Linked DNA regions of Mus musculus: regions 1 and 3 are each linked to region 2. A link is a contact called in public Hi-C and HiChIP or PLAC-seq data. All regions are on one chromosome and are shown on one strand. Each heading gives the region's core, a stretch centred on a gene start, on an enhancer-like site or on the middle of the called end of the contact. The rest is flanking DNA. Distances are from core to core; before and after follow the strand shown. Region 1 overlaps Gm13986 (predicted gene 13986). Region 2 has its middle 15 kb from the start of Gm32137. Region 3 overlaps 4930412B13Rik (RIKEN cDNA 4930412B13 gene).

Evidence for each region. A called contact is a pair of places that touch in the nucleus more often than the background predicts. HiChIP or PLAC-seq counts read pairs in DNA pulled down with a chosen protein or histone mark.
Region 1: a Hi-C map of embryonic fibroblasts shows a contact between it and region 2, with 5 times the contacts expected there. The contact joins two enhancer-like sites. A contact is called at or near these places in 1 of 15 datasets of contacts at CTCF or cohesin (the NIH/3T3 cell line), 3 of 484 Hi-C or Micro-C datasets (adipose-derived mesenchymal stem cells and embryonic fibroblasts) and 1 of 115 datasets of contacts at active chromatin or transcription factors (embryonic fibroblasts).
Region 3: an H3K27ac HiChIP or PLAC-seq map of embryonic fibroblasts shows a contact between it and region 2, with 12 times the contacts expected there. The contact joins two enhancer-like sites. A contact is called at or near these places in 6 of 484 Hi-C or Micro-C datasets (the C2C12 cell line, adipose-derived mesenchymal stem cells, embryonic fibroblasts and 1 more) and 2 of 115 datasets of contacts at active chromatin or transcription factors (the NIH/3T3 cell line and embryonic fibroblasts).

The regions. Positions count from the first base shown.
Region 1 is chr2:117,949,814-117,952,513 of GRCm38.p6, forward strand. All of the region lies in intron 8 of Gm13986 (predicted gene 13986), which reads right to left. Among named protein-coding and RNA genes, the nearest start is that of Gm25308, 130 kb to the right of the region's middle. Within about 2 kb of position 1,343, at least 50 of the 459 cell types and tissues checked have an H3K27ac peak or open chromatin away from gene starts, as enhancers often do. A contact at or near this core is called in embryonic fibroblasts, where this site is marked.
Region 2 is chr2:117,453,961-117,456,660 of GRCm38.p6, forward strand. No RefSeq gene overlaps it. Among named protein-coding and RNA genes, the nearest start is that of Gm32137, 15 kb to the left of the region's middle. Within about 2 kb of position 1,256, at least 13 of the 459 cell types and tissues checked have an H3K27ac peak or open chromatin away from gene starts, as enhancers often do. A contact at or near this core is called in embryonic fibroblasts, where this site is marked.
Region 3 is chr2:117,880,984-117,883,683 of GRCm38.p6, forward strand. All of the region lies in intron 3 of 4930412B13Rik (RIKEN cDNA 4930412B13 gene), which reads left to right. The region is part of intron 8 of Gm13986 (predicted gene 13986); the gene reads right to left. Among named protein-coding and RNA genes, the nearest start is that of 4930412B13Rik, 60 kb to the left of the region's middle. Within about 2 kb of position 1,293, at least 38 of the 459 cell types and tissues checked have an H3K27ac peak or open chromatin away from gene starts, as enhancers often do. A contact at or near this core is called in embryonic fibroblasts, where this site is marked.

The DNA of each region.
Region 1 (2,700 bases), core at 93-2,592, 500 kb after region 2:
TTGTTAGGAAGTAAACAAATAAAAGAAAAGATGAGCAATGTCTCCAACTTAGGGGGGAAATTACCTTTGGTTCCTTGGAAAGGACAATTTTTTTAAAGGTTTGTAGAAGAGCCAATGACACTAGACACAGTATTTTTTATATGAAGTTTTCATAGAGGAAACATATCTAAAATGTCTTATTGAAGAAGCAGTAATGAGGAAATAAAGAGAGGAAGAATGCACACCCAGAGACAGAGACAGAGAAGATAGAGAGCAGACGAAAGAGAGAAGAAAAAGAAAATGCACTGGCAACCTAAGCAAGAAAAAAGGATGCAAAAAATCCCATGCTTTTGAGTTCTACATTTCTAAAATTAAAAATTACAGAAAAACAAAAGCAGAGAGATGGGAGGGGAGGCATCAGCAAAAGGAGGAATAACAAGGAAATGTCTGCATTGTATAGGGATCACTCACACTGTTGCCTCTGCAACAAAGTCCACTGTGTGACTCTTTCATTTACACAGGGCTTGTAGTGTCCCACTTGGATCTCTCACAATTGAGAGTATCACACACACACACACACACACACACACACACACACACACACACCTTGCTTTACAGAGAACAGAGCAGAACAGAGGTATCCAACAGCAGTTAAGTTCTAAAGTAAAATGCATTAAAATATGCTTAAAATATAAAAGTACCTGAGACTGTTATAAATATTCTCTCATGGAGACTTCTACAACCTCAACAAAGATCTCTGAAAAGAAAGTTCAAGAACAAAGAGATTAAAATAGTCTCCGTTCATTGATTGATGATTTCAGTGTGCCAGGCACTGGTGGCATTAAGCCAGTTGTAACCTCTGTGTGTAGTGAACTAGAAAAGAGAGGATTTTAAAACTCACCTCTAAGTGTACTAAGATATCGTGGTCTTATTACAAATTACCATCCTTTATAAGTTTTTTCATTTTCTGTCATTTATCACTTTATAGCTTCCTGCTAGCCACCAATGACTGTATAACTCCATGACAAGAAAGTAGGTGTGCACAGTCCATCTGTACAGCCAGGTGTGCTAAGACAGCAAAAAGCTCCCCAGGAACACTGCAACAGGAGGATGACTGTGGGCCCTGCTCTCTTGCCCCAGGTTTAGACAGACTGAGCTGTCCTTGTGGCAGTCGCTCCCTGGATTAATTAACTCAGAATTAACTCTCAATGGCAATTCAGATTTCTGCTTTTAATTTCCCCCTGTGCTGAAAAATAAATAGGTCTAACCACATTTCCAGGCTCCTTTGCATGGGCTTTCTGTGCCTTATAGCAGGGCAAGACTCGCTGGGAAACATCTGGACCACCTCCAAGTGGGTATTTAGTTTCTTTGTTGTTGTTCAGGATAACCTAGCTAACCGCAGGCCTTCTCCACCACCACACTGCAATGTACCTGAACTAGAGCCAAGATGCCATCCCACAAGATGTACATGAGAAATGAAAAAGAAAGAAGAAAATGAGAAAGGAAAGAGCCAGGGAAAGGAATAAAAATTGTGAATATTTTCTCATTATACATTTTCCTCTCCTGACTTCACAAAAACGTGCAGACCTCGAGTGCACTGTCCTATTTGGGAATACCTCTGCTCTCTGCCCAGCCCAAGAAGATTATAGGATTATTAGCATGAGGTACATTCCTGGGATCCCAATCCCTGGGGCACATGCACAGGCTTTCAGCTTTGGGAGGGAAGTGGGGGCAGGGTGACAAATGCCTTTGGGGGTGTCTGAAGACATGCAGATGGCTTTCACAGGCTTGTGCCAACCTGTGGTTTGTACACTTCCTGCCTTATCCATACCAACTCTGTGCCAACCTCTTTCCCCCACACACCCCAAAATAAGTTAGTTTCTGCTCACTCAAGCAGTACAGGCTTGAAATTTTCTAGGTTATTTATTTATTTTCTTATATTCTTCTCTCACACATTACATTTTGAATGCAGTTTGCCCTCCATCCACTAATCCCAGTCCCTCTCCTCCCTTCTTTTCTCCTTCAGATCCACTCCTCTTCCATTTCCCTTTAACAAAAATGAGCAGGCATCCCAGGGATATCCTCCCTACATGGCCTAACAAGACACAACAAAGCTAGACCTAAACCCTCATATCAAGGCTGGATGAGGCAAGCCAGTAGGAGGAAAAGGGTCCCAAGCACAAGCAAAAGAGTCAGACACTCCTCACTGCCACTGTTAGAAGTTCAACAAAACACCAAGCTACACAAACATAAAGTATCAAAATTCTAACATAGACCTTGAAAGATCAATTCTCAATTTCATATGGAAAAATAAAAAACCCAGGATAGCAAAATAATAATAATAATAATAATCCTATATAATAAAAGAGCTTCTCAGGGTATCACAATCCCTGATCTCAAGCTGTACTACAGAGCAATAGTAATAAAAATGCATGGTATTGGCATTAAAAAAGATAAATTAAGGGAATAGAATTGAAGACCCCAAAACAAATCCACATACCTACAGATACTTGGTTTTTGACAAAGAAGCCAAAACCATACAAAGGAACAAAGAAAGTGTCTTTAACAAATGGTGCTGGTCTAACTAGTTGTCTGTAGAGGAAAATGCAAATTTTGTACAACCACTCCGGAAATCAGTCTGGCAGTTTCTCAGAAAATTGGGAATAGTTCTACCTTAAGACCCAGTTATACTACTCCTGGGTATGTTACCCAAAAGATGCT
Region 2 (2,700 bases), core at 6-2,505:
GCTTCCTCCTCATTCACCTGGCCTTGGTAGAAGCCTTCCCACAGTGTGTGAGGGCCAGCTTTGGTGCCAGGTGAGCATCAACCACAGGTGCCTATGAATCTTTGTGACCCCACAGCGAGGCACTTGAATATAAAATATGATCTATTCACAGATAAGGGCAGAGATACATAGAGATTCTGAATCGATTTTCTGAAGTCACACAGCTAGAAACCAGATGTAGATGGAGCTGATGTAGAACCCAGTCATCAAGCTGGGGAGCCTATGCTCTTAATCACCAACTTGCTTTCAACTCACCCAGGAGCTCAGAGTTTCAAGGAGCTCAAAAGAATCCTCTTTAAAATAAAGGTTCACATGTCCAAAGAGCTGTTTCTCCACAATGGATAAGTATTGATATCCAAATTTATCTGTTTTATACACACCTGCATATAAATTTAAAATAAGCAAACTAATATTGAAACCAAATGACTTAGCATTGTCTTTTACAGCAGGTTCTCTGACTCTCTGCCTTATTTCACATGACCATGTTTCCATGCTATTACATAGCAAACTGGTGCTGCATTCCTCAGGCAGGAACAGAACCAGAGAGCCACTGGGGCCAGCTTATTTGTGTGCTCTCAGTTTATTTAAAAAACCATTTGTGTGCATGTATGTGCATGTGTGCATGTGTGTGTGTGTGCCTGTGTGCTCACTCGCAGCATTATGGAGTGGGATTTGGAATGGTTGGAATCAATCCCCATAGAATATCTAAAATAATTTTATGCAAGCATCACAATGGGGCTTAATTACCTGTCCCCATTAGTCAGTTCTACAGCACATGCTGTTACCAAAGTTAATCAGCCATCCTGGTTGCCATTTTTATACAACTCTGTTCATGTCCCCCATAGTCTATTATTTTCATAGTTTTAAAAGCTCACTCTGTTTTTATCCTTCTACTGCTCTAGTCAAAGCTTCTTTTACATATTATTGCAGAGGTTTTTTTTGTTTTTGTCTTGGTTGTTTTTTCATTTTAAATCCTTCAGATTCTTCCTAGTGTTTAGATGTTATTGTGCTGTAGTTTGAATATTAAGCACCAATTACATCTTGAGGGCTTCCCAAAGTACACATCATACTTTCATTTTTTAGGTTTAATATGTGGAAGTCTCTTCCGACTTGATGTGCACTTTAAAGACATTGGAAGTGTCCCTCCTGAGACCCTCCGCTTTCCCTGCTGTGCAGAGAACACTCTTGTTTCATACATGAACCTGACCAGAAGATGGTGGTGTACACCAACTTTTCTCTCAACACAGCAGGACAGGCCCTTTTCAGAGAACCTGGATCATGTACCTTTAGATCTACCAGGCTGTTGAAAACATCTGTTAATTTTATAAATCAAATTTGGTTTATCTGAATGTTACACACTGTTTAGAATTTACCCATTATTAACAAATGTCTTTAGTTGCATTTTAAAGATTAATTCCAATAACTGCTTAAAACAGGCCATTTTTAAACAGTAGAATTAATTGACTATCGCATTTTTTTTCAAATGAAATTCTTAAAGTAAAAATTAACATCTAACTATGGCTGAAAGATAATGAAGTGCTGACTTTGAATTCTGCCCTGAAGTCATGGGCTCTGAGCCTCACAGCGAGCCTGAGCTTTGCAGACTAAATATGTGCTATGCATTCCTGTTCCCAGAATTCCTGGGCTTTCTTCCTGCTCCAAAACCAACATACAGTGACTGTATACAAATGGGCTTTTAGAAATGCATATATTTTACATCATGTTTATATTCAATAATTTAAATGTCAGGAAAACATTTCTTTCTATAAAAATTAACATAAATAAAATATTTGGTGCCATGAATCATGGGGTTTGTCCACACCCTTTGTGACTGCTCAGGCAGTTGGCTCCCTTTCTGGGGCATCTTGAGAGGAAGCTAACAGACTGTCTGTCTCTCGTATGTATTTGTAAGGTCTTCTAGCATTTGTATTTAAAGTATGCCCTTTTGGAATATATTTTCTTTTCTCATTTGCATGTAAATAATGTGAGCATGACCTTGTAAATTTCCCACAGGCTGTTTTTAGAAATAGAGTGTTGCTATGCTGGGCAGGGAGTGAGGGGCTTTGCGCCAGTCTTAAGCACATCTAAGCCAATTAACTCGGTTGGCTTGAGTGTGGTTGTAAGACACCCAAGGTCAAAGTGACAAAAGCTTTCAAGTTTGAAGAGAACAAGAGCTTGTGGATTCCAGACACCAGAAGGAAAGTGTTCCAAGACAGACATTGGTTGTACCCACATGGATAGTCATGGTGACATAGAAAATTATGAGATGGGGCGTAGTGTCTTTCAGTTTGCTAGCGAAGCCCTCAGAGAGGTCGTTCTCAACAGCATGGCCATCTGTGTTTACAGAGCTAGCAGACTTCCTAAGGACAAAGTGTTCTGCATGACTACTTGCGTCTGTACAGGATTCCTGTGCCTCATATAGAGAACTCCCTCCCTCTCTCTCTTCCCCCAATTTTTCATCATTATAGATAATATTGAAAATGACACTGAGATGGCCGGATGCCTTTGCTCCCTGGTGTGATGAGGGAAAGCCTCCGCACGGCATGCACGAGTCCCCATGGAGGCCCCCACAGGCTGTAGTGCTTTCCGGAAGACTATAGAACCTTTTCATCAACTCTGCCTGATTTCTATTGGGCTTCCCTGAGATCCAGATGTGTACTT
Region 3 (2,700 bases), core at 43-2,542, 430 kb after region 2:
GCTGAAAGAAAAATGATTGAAAGAAGTCTCTGGGAACGCCACACCCGATCATTATGTATGCTCACAGAGCCTCAGAGAAAGACAGAAAGAAAATTGAAGGGAGTGGTGAAGAACCAAACATCACATGTGCTGATAAGTTCCAAAAAATCTCAAGAAAGCAAATACCCAGAAAACAATTCAATGAACCAGACAAACCAGCAATAAATGATGGCTGGCTTTACAGAGAGCAGTGGACTCTCCCCTAGACATGAAGCCCTCCATCCTAGAAGGTTACAGATCCAATGAAGTTCTTTGTATTCTGTAGGTTGGGCCCTCAGACATCAATTAACCAACTCTTCCTAGGCATGCCCAGGCACCAACGTTATCTAGGCAGTTCTTCAACGAATGGTCTTCTCTCAGATGATTCTAGATTGTATCAAGCCAAGCCAGGAGAGGAAGCATTTAAGGCAAAAATTAAAAGTAAAAGCAAAAGCCTTGGTTTTGGAGGTCTGTAACCTGTGCAGTAGCAAATGATACAAAAGTAACCGTCAAAACGACAAGGAAGATACCTGGCAGTGTGCTGTGGTGGGCCCCTTGCATTCCACATGGAGTAGTACTGTGTTCAAGTGAATATGGACGAGTTTGCAGAGCAATTACTGAAGGGGAAAGGAAAAGAATAAAAGCTGAAGGCAAAAGGCTTGAAACTAAGGCATTAAAATGCATATGCTGGGCAAAGGATGCATTTAAGCTGTATAAAGAGTGTCTATGGGCCTGGAGAGATGGTTAAGGACAGTTGCAAAGGATATGGGTTGGGTTCCCAGCATCCACATGGAAACTTACAACCAGCTGTCACTCTAGTTCCAGGGGACTGGATGCCCACTTCTGATTTCTGCAGTTACTAGGCATTCACACGCTACACTAACATACATGTAGGGTAATATGTAATTTTTAAACACATATTTTAAAACAATTTAATATATTATATATACTTTTAAAATATGAAAACAGAACTGCAATAAAGTAGGCTGATACTCGTACATTTCTGGTTAATATTCTCCTGTGTTAGTTGTTGTTATCAAGTTTTATATGAATAAATGGTCATTTTACTTCATAAGTACATGTAATTTTGTATATAATCAAAACACTGATAAATTAAGACTGTTTTAAAGACCCAGTGTAAAGGGACAAACATCTTAGCTATTTCACCAAAGACGACATAAAGATGCTTGACACTGTTACTCATCGGGGGTGTGCAGAGGCAAAGCTCAGACAGACACCACACAACACCCCCTAGTGTGGTTAAAATGAAAACGACAACTGTTAGTCATGATCTTACCATTCCTCTCCTCAGAGATCACCCCCAGAGAAATGAAAACACATGTCCCCAAGCACTGTGCCCAGGAATGCTCATTATGGCTTTATTCAGAGCAGCTCTAACAAAAAGCACTGTGGTGTCTCTCAGGAAAATGGACAAACAAACCATGGCATCTTTCTGCAATGCAATGTGACTCAACAAAAAGAAGAGGATCAAATGCTGAAACAAGCAAGAGCATGCGTGGATCCCTACAGATGCGTGTCAGATGGGGAGGATCGTGAGACACCAGGCAGCTGTGTGAGCATCAGTGACAGAAAAATGAGCAAAGCTAATGAGGGTGCAAGGAAGTCAAAATGAGGCTGACTTTATGCAGTGACACTGACTATGTGAGAACCATCTAGGATAGAGAAATATCTGTGTTCATATGTTATATCTTAATCAAAATGTACAGTTTACAATGTAAGATCTATACATTTTACTGCAATTTCATTTATGTAAAGAAATTTTAAATACTTCAGTAAAACACACCATAGGCACAAACTAACTCTCTCTCTCTCTCTCTCTGTCTCTCTCTCTCTCTCTGTCTCTCTCTCTCACACACACACACACACACACACACACACACACACACATCCATATGCCTTCTTTTTCAGCTCATTGGCTGTGACTGCCCTCCAAAGGTGTATAGACAGGATGATATACATTGGGTGTCATGAATTCTGCTCAGGTCCCAGCCGTGAGCAAGACTTTTAATTCCAGTTTGTGGTCATCCCCAAACTGATGAAACAAGAGGATTTCCCAAGCGAAACTGAGCAGCTGGCTTTGTGGTCAACCCATCACCAGCTGCCATGTTGACAGGTGTCTGACCCAGCCCAAGGAAGAAAAGATACCCACTATTGAGCCAATGTATTTTCTGGCCTGATCCATCATTTAATACATGACATATCACTGGGATACATAAGCATGAATTACAAATCAACAGACTGTTTATTTGAGGAAGAAGAATTACATTTAGGGGTGGCATGCTCTGAGTTAAAGAGGGGGTTTTGCTCACCAGTGTCTACTCAACTTTCCTAAAAATGGTTCCTCTCCCCCATCCGCAGCTCCCTCTCATCAGATCCAGTACTTAGGTTCCTGGGGACTTCAGAAACTAGCAACAACTGTGAAATGACACATATTTAATGACTAAAAACCATTCATCTAAAACCCAAAGCTTTTTTGAAGAATTTGAAACAACCTTTGCTGGCATGCTGAAAGGTTCAGGGGTCAGCACGGAGCATGGCAAGGACACAGTCATGGTCACAATGAAGGACACATTTGAGCAGTTTTCAGAGAACTCATAAAAGATGAGTGCCCGAAACCCCAGTATAAAGAGAGAAAGTCAACTACAGCCTTCCCTTTGTAAA